Regions from separate parts of the Drosophila melanogaster genome. Here regions 2 and 3 are each linked to region 1. Evidence: chromatin contacts called from public HiChIP or PLAC-seq data. All regions are on one chromosome and are shown on one strand. The core of a region is the stretch at or near the end of the contact, and the rest is flanking DNA. Distances in the headings are between cores, read along the strand shown.

Evidence for each region. HiChIP or PLAC-seq counts read pairs in DNA pulled down with a chosen protein or histone mark.
Region 2: a contact with region 1 is called in a POLR2A S2P HiChIP or PLAC-seq map of the Kc167 cell line, with 5 times the contacts expected there. The contact joins the promoter of baz here to the promoter of Ankle2 in region 1. A contact is called at or near these places in 1 of 107 Hi-C or Micro-C datasets (the D17-c3 cell line) and 1 of 6 datasets of contacts at active chromatin or transcription factors (the Kc167 cell line).
Region 3: a contact with region 1 is called in a Psq HiChIP or PLAC-seq map of the Kc167 cell line, with 5 times the contacts expected there. The contact joins the promoter of CG8915 here to the promoter of Ankle2 in region 1. A contact is called at or near these places in 2 of 6 datasets of contacts at active chromatin or transcription factors (both in the Kc167 cell line).

What each region holds. Positions count from the first base shown.
Region 1 is chrX:17,577,513-17,581,739 of dm6, reverse strand. Ankle2 (Ankle2,) reads left to right here and starts at 2,511. Exons shown (of 10, transcript NM_132993.3): 1 at 2,511-2,635; 2 at 2,973-3,227. The coding sequence starts at 2,996. It overlaps CG12991, which reads right to left and starts at 1,879. Exons shown (of 6, transcript NM_001272721.1): 1 at 1,643-1,879. It also overlaps asRNA:CR44124.
Region 2 is chrX:17,158,022-17,162,248 of dm6, reverse strand. It overlaps baz (bazooka), which reads right to left and starts at 2,243. Exons shown (of 8, transcript NM_001347807.1): 1 at 1,058-2,243. The coding sequence starts at 1,177. xmas (xmas,) reads left to right here and starts at 2,943. Exons shown (of 5, transcript NM_001370033.1): 1 at 2,943-3,078; 2 at 3,143-4,227. The coding sequence starts at 3,035.
Region 3 is chrX:17,243,134-17,247,360 of dm6, reverse strand. It overlaps CG8915, which reads left to right and starts at 2,360. Exons shown (of 3, transcript NM_001298440.1): 1 at 2,360-3,127; 2 at 3,230-3,437; 3 at 3,499-4,227. The coding sequence starts at 2,450. All of the region lies in intron 1 of f (forked), which reads right to left. It overlaps CG42854, which reads left to right and starts at 345. Exons shown (of 4, transcript NM_001201732.2): 1 at 345-615; 2 at 679-832; 3 at 886-1,236; 4 at 1,308-2,008. The coding sequence starts at 394. The coding sequence ends at 992.

The sequences.
Region 1 (4,227 bases), core at 1,262-3,761:
ATAGGCAGGTAGGCAGTAGAGTCCAGCGAAACAGCGAAAATGTTAATCAGCCAATTGAGACTGCACTTGGACTTGATAGCCAGCTCAACTGCACTTCATATATACGTATATAAATATGGCAAAAATATCGCTCGACTATATGAGTCATTCAGCTATGGGATGCCTCCGATTAGATAAAGCCAAAGCTGATAAAAATAAAAATTAATATACCTATTGTATATGGCACATATTGAAGAAAAGAAAGAGCCAAACAAAAGACAGCGAGGTGAATGGCGGAGTATCAGAATCAGTGCATGGCAGCTGGCAAAGTGTAAATGATTTAATATACAGCCAGGCGCAATTGCCAATCCAGTTAGGAAAGGCATTAAAAAATTATACAAAAAAACAGTATGCTGCCCGCTAACTGTTAAGAAAATAATAGCAAAACACCGGGCCAAGAGATAAAATCGCCATTACTATTAATATGGGGTCTTGCGATTATTGTTTCGACGCTTTTGCTACGGGGTTAACTCGCTTTATCATAGATCACTTAACACCAAAGTGCGGCCAACTACAGTGGATAGCGGCTAATAGATAATGCCATTCAATGCTATCATTGTTAGTACTCAATATAATGGAAAAGTAATTACACATACCGTTGAGTTAGTCGGTTCAAATATTTCTTATCATTTAATGAGTTATATGTGGCAACACTCATGGTGGCAAATTTAATTAAGAGGGGATAACAAATAATAATCTTAAAAGTTTCGGAATCCTAGAGTTAAGTAATTCGAATCACTAAGCAAAATTTGTGATTTACTTCGAAGTTCATTCTCTATTGGCATAACGAATTTATATTTTGTAAACATATTTTATTTGCGTAATGATTAATACTTGACACAACAAAAAGTTACTAAAACTATCAAAACTTATGAAAAGTTTTTGTTCTAAGAAAGAGGATTCGATCGTCATAAGTCGCTATAAATTGAAAATATCTGTATATAATTAACATTGATAATACTATATATAATGATTGATAATAAAAAGAGGAAGGATTTAAAATTGGAATCAATTGGTGGCAATCAATTCGGGATTAGTAGATCAGGAACGAATGCGAAAATCGAAAACAATTGGGCACTTTAAAATGGCAATTAGCTTGGCCATTTGAAACGGGAAATGTTTTGCAAAACGAACGGTTAATGCAGGTGCAATTTACAGGGGGTAATCGCCTAATTACCGTTAGTCGTGCCTCACTGTATCTTCGTTTGTTTTGGGCTTCTAATTGGCAATTGGCAACTCGGGCTTTTTGGCCATGCTCGACTAACTAAGTGAGCCTCGTTTAACGGTCTTTTATTTATTTAGTTATTGCAGCTGCTTACTGAGTGCAAAAAAAATCCACTGAATATCAGTACCCTTTTCACACACACACACACGTACACATGGATTGAAAGGACCTGCAGCTTTTGTTGTTTCGACTTTTGCTTTATTTTATTGATTTTTAGCCAAGAATAAGAGGACAGGTTCAAAACACACAAACAAACACGCATACACCCGCACGCAGGAAAACACACCCCTGCTGGGTATGTGTATCCCTGAGCTACCAAAAAAAAGGAAAAAGGGAACAAAATATAATCAGACAATTGACTAGAAGACTTAAACAAACCTTTTTGGGTCGCAGCTTTCAAATTTGCGTGTATTCAATTTTTTTTTTTTTAGCAGTGATACTCCTTTAATTTACTGTTAGTAATGGCGCGCAAGTTTTTACCAACAACAACAACAATTCGACAACAACAGTGTTAGCCGCACGCCAAACACATTCACACACACAACACAAGCACGTTAAAAAAATGAGACCGCGCGAGTCGACCGCTATTCCCCACGAAATCCACGAACGTTATGTTTGCAGCCGTCGACGGTCGTTGAAATATGTCCGAAAAATCCCCACCGTTAAATGGGGAGCCTTATAAAATACCAAAAAGATACCAATCGTCAACCAATTCACCATAGACCCAAACCAACGTATGAAATTCAAACTGTATTTAAAAGTGTAAAAGGGATAGAAGCGGATAAGCAGGGCAACTGTTACTAACTTTAAGCTAGGCTTGTGAGTGGCCAAAGTTAATGAACAAATTAAGAGGACTAAATTCAAGGCGGTGCATTTAAAAATGTTACAAAATACTAAGAAAATACCAGTGGTATTGATAGCACCCTTGACTCAAACCATCAAATGTTTTGCTTGGCTATATGATTAAGAGGAAAGTTGGGGGAATGCCTCATTTGTACGTTTTATGAATAACGTAATACTAACTTACAACCAAAATACCTTTTAAGACTTAAAATAAAGTGTCACTTCTCATGTCTGAATCCCTCTGTGTAACAATCAATTTGAATTTCCGATATCCAATCATCGCTATAGCTTTGTATATAAATCTCGCGTAATTTTCATGCAAGTGTTTTAGAATATTTCAATTTGATCTGCAATTCGAAATTGACTGCAATAGTCAGCTAGTCATACGATACTTTTTATCGATATTACTCCACACCTAGATTCGCTGACAGTCCGCCTCTAATTTAATTTCGTTTGTGCACATTTTGTTTGAAAGACGCTTAAGATTATTGGGTTTTGTTTCATGTATTGTGCCCTTTGTGCTAAAAGGTAAGAATAACAAGATATATGTTTGTGATTCCGCCGATTCGTTGGGTCTTCCAGGTCTCGTGAGTTCGCGTCGCTGGTTGTTGATGTGCGTGTGCTGTTTTTTTTCCGTTTTTTTTTTGCGTTGTTGTGTTTGTGTGCGTGCGAGTGGAGGAGTGCAGCCGAAAACAACAACAAAACGGGACAGTAGAGTTCCTGGCATTTTGTGGTTGATGTTACCCTATTTTTACCGTTGCCTTCGCTTGCCATCAGCGGAACTTTACATTTTTTCACGGAGTTGTGAAGAAGTTGCCTGTTATTTGGTGTTGATGTCAAACCATTTTAACCGCTTACCTTGCAGTGCATCCGCCATTTTACGCAGAGATGTCGACCTATTTCGGGGTCTATATCCCGACCTCCAAAGCGGGCTGTTTTGAGGGATCGGTGTCGCAGTGCATCGGCTCCATAGCCGCGGTGAACATAAAGCCATCCAATCCGGCGTCTGGATCGGCATCAGTAGCATCGGGATCGCCATCCGGCTCGGCGGCATCCGTGCAAACGGGCAACGCAGACGATGGCAGTGCTGCCACCAAGTACGAGGATCCCGACTATCCACGTAAGTACGAACGAGATGAAGCGAGTGTCGGTATATGTGTGTGTTTTGCGTTCCAGTTATTTGCCGCTTGTTGCTATTGTGATACCCTGTAATCGGGGGTCATGCGCGAACGTTCGGTCGATTCGTTGATGGGTATTCGTGTGCTTTTGTTTTTAAACAATTGTGTCGTATGGAGCAAGTGGGAGGTTTTATGATTCATACACATACTTTTAAAACCAAATTTAAAAGTCGAGGGTTGAAGTTTCCAAGCAACAGGAATGTTCATGATCGGAATTGCATAGGTTTTGTTTTGAAACTAAACCTGAATTGCTTGACGAATTTCTGCAATAATGTTTGTTTTATAAGGGGTTGAAATTTTATTCCCATTTATGCAGAATATACCTGATCGAAATTTGTTCAGCATATGGATAACTCGTTCTTTCAAGTCGTTATTTTAATGAACCTAATAGTGCATATTACACATTTTTGGTAAATTAAGTGCTTAAATATTATTATATATGAAATGTATTAACTGGGATAAATTACATATAGGGTAATTCAACTGTTGCATTTTTATAAGTTTCGTTTTGCGCTGTTGTTCCTCCATGACTAACAGCCCATGAAGAAGTTTACATGTGTGTGTTCAAAACTTCTGAGATTCGAGAAAAAAGTCGGAATCGGGGCTTGCCCAGCTGTCCCGCTCGCACAGTCGATTTCCTTGTCTGGGAGCGGTCTTTCGATTTAATTGTAAACAAATGGTGAACGATGGCGATTACCTGTCTAATTAAATGCAACTCTCCTGCTCTCAGTCGTTCGCTCTTTAATCCAATTATATGCGATTCGAAAACAAAAAACCGATTGGGGCGAGTTCATTCCACTTCCACATCGACATCATCCAGTTCCCATTCCAGGCAATGCCCAAATTGGATGCATTACGAGGACCTTGACCTGTCAGCACCCACATTCTGCCATATTTATGTTCCAGCAGTCACACAGCTGCGGTCAAAATAATAGGTCCTTA
Region 2 (4,227 bases), core at 994-3,493, 420 kb after region 1:
CATCACTCTCAAGTGCAACGTTTCCGCTCTTGAGAAAATTGTTTACGGAACTGCGGGAGAAATGACGAAGGGTATTTTTCGGGAATCACTCGAGGAAAACAGTCAAAAGATACAATTACCGGTCGCGGCATGGCTTACAAAGATACGTATGTAAGATACGTAGCAATTGATAGATTCCTTTCAAAATCTTTTCAAATAGTGTGCAAAACTTAAAACTTAACTTAACTCTTCGGACTTAACTAATTGAAAGTGCATGCTAAGAAACAAAATCCTATAATTATAAGTTAATGGCCAACCAAATATACGATTATAATAACGCTCATTAGCGACACTTTTCTTTTTAATAACGTTTATGACCCCGATAACCATATCATATCAACATTTCAACTGGATGTCACAGAGAAGTAATAAGTAATAAGTAAAATGGTAATATTTTATTATATTTTGTCAGCACTTTCTGAAATGGGTTGGTAACCAACATAAATAAATGTAGGAGCACTAATTTCTACATGAAAAGATATCATTTTATTTATTTGTATTTGTTTATTCCATAAGAGCCATTTGATTTTTTTTTACCAGTTTCTACCATTATCTGTGTATAATAATATATATTTGAGAGCTTCGGGGTATTTTACGATATCTATTAGTTTTTATACTTTTGAATGCAAATATTCAAACGAATTGGGAGAGATAACGGTTGTCTATATGTATATCATTAATATAATCATAAATAATATTGGGCCTAACATTATTGTCTAGAATTCTAAGTTAATTGGGTTTTTTTTGTATGAATATAATAATGATACAATTAAAGAAAATTAGTATAATATTGGAATCCATTGGTATTTTTATAAGTCATACATATGTATGAAGTAAATGTCCTTTGTATGTATATATAATATATTTTGAGATAACCTTCTTTATAATTAATGTATTTATTATATCAGTTACATAGTACCTCCCGTAACTCCAGAAGTGTTATCCATCAAAATTACTATCGATGGGTAAAGTAATACTTTATAATACTATATCATATATATCAGGTATATCCCCTTACCTTGCCGGCCGCCTTGATGTAGCGTCGCGTGGCCTCCTTGACGAGATCGCGGACGAGGAGTTCGCCGGAACCACAGGGAACCAGAATGCGAACGTCGCCGAAGCAGACGGTGACCTTCATTTCGTACTTTTCGTGTTAACAATAACTATTATCGTCTTCGATCTGCGATAATAAGTATGTATTTTTGACTGCTGCAATGCACTTTTTATTTTGCACACACATATATGCACTTGATTAAATTGGGCGATCGTTTCTTTAACTTATTTTTTTCTCGAATTTTTCGGATTTTTTCCTATTACTATTTTGTATGCAGCTACTTTTTTTTAACGCTATGCTCGTCTGCCTGCAGCAGCTTTTTGTTGTTCTTGTTGCTGTTGTTGTTACGACCGCATCATCATCATCGTCGTCGCTTTCCAGCTATCGCCATCCTTGTTGCTCCTTTCGCGTGCACAGTGCGCTTGTTGTTGCTGTATTGTTGGTTGTTAGGCAGCTGCAACAAAAGTTGGTCTAGGGCGGCATGGGTGCGAGCGAGATGGCTGCGTGCCTGGAAAAAGGATCGGGATCGCTTTCCAGTATGTACTTGTAGTCGCTCTCGCGCGCTCTCCCTCTCTGTCGCTCTCTGGAAACTGGAACTCTCTTTTGCTATTTACTTAGCATATTTCACCGTAAGGCATCGTTGTTATTGTTTGTTTTGTTGTGTTTGTGTGATTCATACACGCGCGCATTAAAAAAAACGAGTTACAACAACGGCAACCATAATAACAAGAACAACAAACAGCGGGCCAAGATCATTTATTTACTTCTTTTTTTAACGTTCTTCGCTCTCGCTCGCAAACTTGGCATTTGTTTTGGTCAAATTATTATATATTATGCGCTGTAGATTGCATGGTTTTAAATTTACGGTTCGATCATCGTTTTTATATCTTTTCTGTTACTCTCTTTTAACGTTGCTTTTGTCGTGTTTTTCGTTTTCGGTTATCTCCTTTTTCGCCCGTTGGCGTCGCTTCTTTCTTGTTGTTTATCACTTTCAACTATTCATATTTCGATTGCAAGTGGAATAGTATCGTTGACCGCCACTCTTATTAACGAACTATTTGAACTCAAAAAAATGCAAAAAAAATCCACGAGCAGCGCGTTGATTACTGCGCTTCGAGTTCGAATTCGCCCTGGCGAGCAACAACAAATGACCAAAATTCTGGGGATGGCAGGCTCATCGATACTATCGGAACAGCAGCTTGGCTTCTTCGCGGTATTTGGTTATACTTTACTGGGCGGTCACACTACTGCTCGTTATCTCCCGCTTATTTTAAAATCAGGGATTGGGCTAAATGCCATCTAATTCTGCAATAAGTTTTATTGAATTTGCATTGCTTTATATAAGTCAGCCTATTAAATAGAGATATTGATTAAGAGGTAATTAATCGTCTTAAAATATTAAAGTGTAAAGATGAAAATATTTCTTATGTAAGCTATGTATAAATATAAAATACTAGGAACAACCAATTTCGATAGGATTAATTGTATAGTCCTAAGAACGACAGATAGTGTTATCAAGATCGAGGAGTTTGAATCGAGAGCTTAAAAGAGAATAAAAAGAACTTAAAAAGATTGCTACACCTATATATATATTCATATATATATAAGATAATATAAGAAGATGTTCGATTTCATTCAACAGTTTAAGGAACGCCCCAAGCATTTCCTAATTTCCTAAGAATATATGTTTACCAACTCCTGTTAACATTTTATTTATTAGGCAAATACATTCATCTCGAATGTAAAACATTAAAATTTTCAATTAAACCTGAACGATATTGTGTGGGTGGGATAGCCATTGCGGTATTTTTTTCGCGCCATTTTCAGATTTGCGTTATCGATTACCGGCAATCGCTTGACGGCAATATTGTAACAACAAAGCACACATTCGCTCTCATTCAGCTAAAAAAGAAACTAAAAACCTTAAACTATATTCGATCGATGGCAGAACCCCGTCCCGGCGGCTACAACTACAAGACATTATTGTGAGTAAAAGTTCGTTCATCAAAGGCAGAGCGATGTCAACTATAGTTCCATACGAATCCCCAGATGCAGAAACATTCCGGAGCTATTTTTGGACAAATATGTGGCGCGTTCGCACTTTGGACGTTTTGGAACCCTCGTAAACTTCGTCCTGCGTCCGCGGCGAATGACCTGCACCGTAAGCTATGCCAGCGAGGACGAGGCGGCGCGGGCGCTTCTCGATGGCGCCAGCTTTCAGGGTCACCTGTTTGATATATCCTATGCTGATAACGAGACGGCGCCGGCACAGAAAACGGAGGAGTGGGTGGATCCTGACATTCAGGCGGAGTTGAGTGCACTGCAGTCGGGCTGGCGCAATGAGTATGGGTCGGGCAAGCCGATAAAAAAACCACAAAATGGCAGCAGTGGTAGCGGTGGCAGTTCAATGCTGCCTGCCATACCAGTTGGGCCCGCAACGGCGCCGGTGAGCAGAGATCGTACGCCTGCCCAGCTCAGGGATCTTGAGAACATGATGCGCAGACCCGCCCATACAAGCGAGGAGAAGTTCAGCGTGCTGGATGCCCGCGATAAGCTGCTCCGGTTGAACCGAACGCAACACAAGCTGTCCGGTGCCACCCAGGGTCACTGCGCCGATATGTGTCCGGAAAAGGAGCGCGTGCTGAGAGAATTCCAGCGCCAGGTAGCCTACTATGAACTACAACCGGGCTCCGATGAGCTAATCTGTCACGAAAGAGCCCTGAAGCAGTACTCGCGCAGCAGTGCCGACCAGGAGACGCCACTGCCGCATGAACTGCGCAATGAGACTGCCCTGCACATGACCATGAGCTATCTAATGCATGAGATCATGGACATTAGCGAGCGCCAGGATCCGCAAAGCCATATGGGCGATTGGTTCCACTTCGTTTGGGATCGCACGAGGTCCATCCGAAAGGAGATCACCCAGCAGGAGCTATGCTCTCTGGGCGCTGTGAAGCTGGTGGAGCAGTGCGCCCGGTTTCACATTCATTGCGCCGCCCGTCTGGTTGACGCCGATCCCAGCGTCTTTGACAGCAAGATCAACGCCGAGAATCTAACCAAATGCCTGCAGACTCTGAAGTACATGTACCATGACCTGCGGATTAAGGGCGTTCCATGTCCCAAAGAGGCGGAAT
Region 3 (4,227 bases), core at 1,111-3,610, 330 kb after region 1:
TTATAAGTTTATATTTATTTTTATATATTGACTTATATTTAACATTCCCTTTTTGTAACCTTTCTGTTGATTTACATGTACGTAACTTAGCATATTGCGTTCCTAGTTGACCTTGGGAAAATTATGTACAAACTTAATTTAATAAAAATTGGAAAAAAAAAGTTTTCATTCGTCTTTATTTTGTTTTTGGTTGATTCAGTTAAAAGCCCAAACCCAGTTAAAAGTTAACCTCAAACTTTCAGAAAGAAAGAAAAACAATTGTCAGGTGTCGATATATCGATAAATTAGCGGTTAAAAGAAGGAACAAAATTTTGAAGCCACGTGCCAACAAAAAAGTTAAGGTTATAGTCGAAGTGGGCAGTGCCTAGCACAACATCTAAAGAAGAATCTCTAATGGAAAAACGCTCTGAGAGGATCAGGCAACGGCTTCGGGCTGCGCAGCTGGAGGAGAACACAAAACAGGCTGCTAGCAATATGGCTTTGGTGAATAAGGTTCTTTTGGGCGGGAAAGCAAAGAATGTGCCTGAGGATGAGGCGTTCCCAGTCTCATCGGATAAGGACCTTGTAGCTTTAGAGCTGAAAATAAGCGAGTCCGAAGAGTCCAAAAAACGCTACGTAAGTAATGTATTTATAGTCTAAATGATCGTAAAATTGATTCTGTTTTTTTTTTTCTTTCAGATTAAAGCAGTAACAAAACTTTTAAAACGCAACAATTTGTCGAAGACAATCAAGAGCGTGATGGCGGAACAGCTCTTGTGCGCTTACAATATAAGCGGCCGTAACGGGAGGAAGGCTTTAAAATCATTTCCACAATTCTTCTCAGTTTTGATTGGTATGTATATTTGTAATTTTGCAGATATATTATTTAAATATTTTTCTTTACAGATTGCATTGGTTCCTTAGTAGGCCAGCAGGCAGCGGAGAGGGCCCTGTCCCACGCACTTGGATGCGTAAAAAATAACGCAAACAAAAAAAAGAAAAAAACGATGTAAATTAAGAAAGTACATACATACATATGTATCTAGCATCCCGAAATCCCTTACAAATCTTAACAACAATTCAAACTACCAGTCAACAATAAGAAACCGTGTCTCTAACCACTTTCCAAAAATGAACCTTATCTGGATCCTCAGTGAAATTAAGAACTATGTACATACATATGTACGTATTTCTTCTAAAACACCACATCTATACATTATGGATAACTATTAAGTTGTAGGGCGTGACACTTAACGAGTAAGTATTATATTTAATTTTTATTGACTCAGCTAACATTCAACGAGCTCATGCTCGCTGTTATCCAATAGGGAGATGGCCATTATGTTGGGATGACTATAAAGCCTTTTGGCATATTGCGCGCTGCTCTTCTTCACCTCTTCCCTGACCCAAGCGAAGCCTAGGACCTCGTTGATGGTGGATTTGTCGTGCAGCACGTGGGCTCCGGTATTATTTCGATATTGGACTTACTGGCCGTTCCCCAGATCGGCCTGACGATCGGATTATATATAAGAAGATTTGTGGATGTCCGCAACTTGGACCCTCTGCCTATATGCCAGTAGAATAATTTTAGTCGGTAGTCTGGCTTTTCTCAATTGGTGCGGCTTGCAGTTGAGACTCCTGATACCTAGGTAATTCGGAGTGGCTTCCTCTGGGATTGTAGCGTGGCCCAGGCTGATGAAGGGACAATGCCCGCTAAGTTCCACCTTTTCTGCCAGGAGTTGCGCAGGCCAGCTGTGCCTGTATTAGTGGCCTCGATTGTTGTGTTCCAGGAAGGCTGTGTCTGCGTCTGCGTATGTGGCTGCCATTAAGGATGGGCTCTGCAACACATGAAGATTCGCCGTGAACGCGCATCATTATACTAAATCATCACTAAGCAACTCCACATCATAATTAACTGTCCTCCCCTTTCGCTACGTAAAACAGTTGCTCTTCGTACAATCTGAACAAGTAATGCCACTGCTAATTTAACAAAACTTCAACCAATTCCATAAAATAAAAATCTACATATGTATTACCTCTCTTACACTGTAAAAATCATTGTCTTTGACCTTATATGTAGCTTAATATAAATAAAAAAGCAAATATACATTCATATGTAAATATGCACATGAATATGTGTGTATGTAGCAGGCAGAAATTCACAATTTGGTTTCAAAAGCTAAATATAAATATAAGTATGCTTAGGTAATGTAAAATTCAGAGTACGAATCACCGTTATAGTAAAAAACATTAAAGATAAATAAATCATATCAAGAACAGTAAAAGTTATAAAAGTTTATCATTTGGGCACACTGCCATCCGGCCCGATAGGCAGCAAAGCCGCCTGATATCGACGCGCAATAGGGTCCGATAACTTCTACAATTCATTGTTATCGAGGTATTGTAGAAATACAGCTGATTGAAAGGCGAATAGAGTTTTGAAAAGCGCACAGAGATTGAACACAGTCGAATGGCGGACAGTGAAGAAGCAGTGAAACGTGGCCGTCGCCAGGGCAGAAAGAAGGCACAACCTATGCCGGAACAGGCGGTAGTGTTGGTGGTCAATGGCCGAGTGACCGGTGGGCCGAAGGGAACTGGCAAACAGAAGACTCGACCGGGCAAGAACGCGAAAGCCGACGCGGGCGACAAGCTGAAGTCCGAGGACGAAAAGATGCTCCGCCAACTGGTCGACGACTTCCTGCAGAGCTGCGAGCCAGAGAAACAGCTCCCCGGACTTACAAAAGCCCAGCGCAGCCACGTTCACCGATTGGCCCAGCATCGCGGGCTTAAGACGGTGAGCAAGGGTCCAGAGGAGAACCGCGTCCTTTTTATAAGTCGCCCACAGTCGGATGGCCAACAGCAATACATTCTTTGCAACACAAAGCTGGACATTTGTCCGCCGCTCCTAGACGTTCTGGGACAAATGGCCGGCAATGTGGAACGCAGATTGATGAACTCCGTTGGAGACTTAAAGTGCAACAAACAGCAATATAAGGATATACGGCTTCCTTCCAACTTCGGCCTGGTCGGGCAGAGGCTTATTCCGCCGCCGCAGAGCAACCGGAACAGGAACATTCAGCACGAGCGCCGGAGCCTGCCCATCTACAAGCAGCGGGAGAGCATCCTCAACGTTCTGCAGCGCGATCAGGTGACCAAATGCTTCCTTTTGATATTAAGTACCTGTACCATTTTCTATTTATATTACGTCAAACACTGAATTGCTACTAATACCTGAGAATCCACCTTACAGGTTTTGATCATTAAAGGAGCCACCGGCTCTGGCAAGTCCACCCAACTTCCCCAGTACATCCTTGAGTGGGCCGCAGAGCATCGTGCTCCAGTCAGGATCGTGGTAAGTCAGCCTCGCCGCATAGCAGCTATCAGTGTCTCGGAGCGCATTTCCAAGGAGCGCGGTGAGGCGCCTGGCACCACAGTGGGCTATAATATTCGCATGAATAGTGAGTAGCAGTTGGCCGTAAAGTAATTATGACTATAACTATAATATTCAATCTCTGCCAGGACAATGCAGCAGCAACACGGTTCTAATGCTGACCACCAGTGGTTGCCTTTTAAGGGCTCTCGCCATGGATAAGAAGTCTTTTTTTAAAAACACCACCCACTTAATCATTGATGAAGCCCACGAGCGTGATTTGGACACAGACTTCCTGCTGCTGGCCACCAAGCTGGAGCTGCAAAAGAATCCGCACCTTCGCCTCGTGCTTATGTCGGCCACCATGGATCTTGAAGCATTGTCCAACTATTTTGGTGGGGGCACTGTAATGGATGTGGAGGGGCGCAGCTTCGAGGTGTCGATCTATCATCTAGAGGACATTCTTAGTAAAACTGGGTACATGCACCCGAGAATGGAGAAGTTTTTGGGCAAGCCGACAGGCAAAGAAACTCCTAGCGAACTACTAGCCGCCTATTATGGAGGTAACACAATCGTACATCCGGATATCGACAATGACTTGATCGTTTCGCTATTGGAATTATTACTGCGCCAAGGTGACGCTGGAGCGGTGATTGTGTACCTGCCAGGCTATAGCGATATGACCTCGCTACTGGCCCGCTTGGAATCGTCTCTGCCGCGGGAACAGATTACTATCATACTGCTTCATAGCCAGGTGGACAACAGCGAGCAACGCAAGGTCTTCCGCACTTATCCTGGCGTGCGTTTAAAGATTATTCTTAGTACCAACATAGGACAAACTTCGATCACCATTCCGGATCTACTCTATGTCATCGACA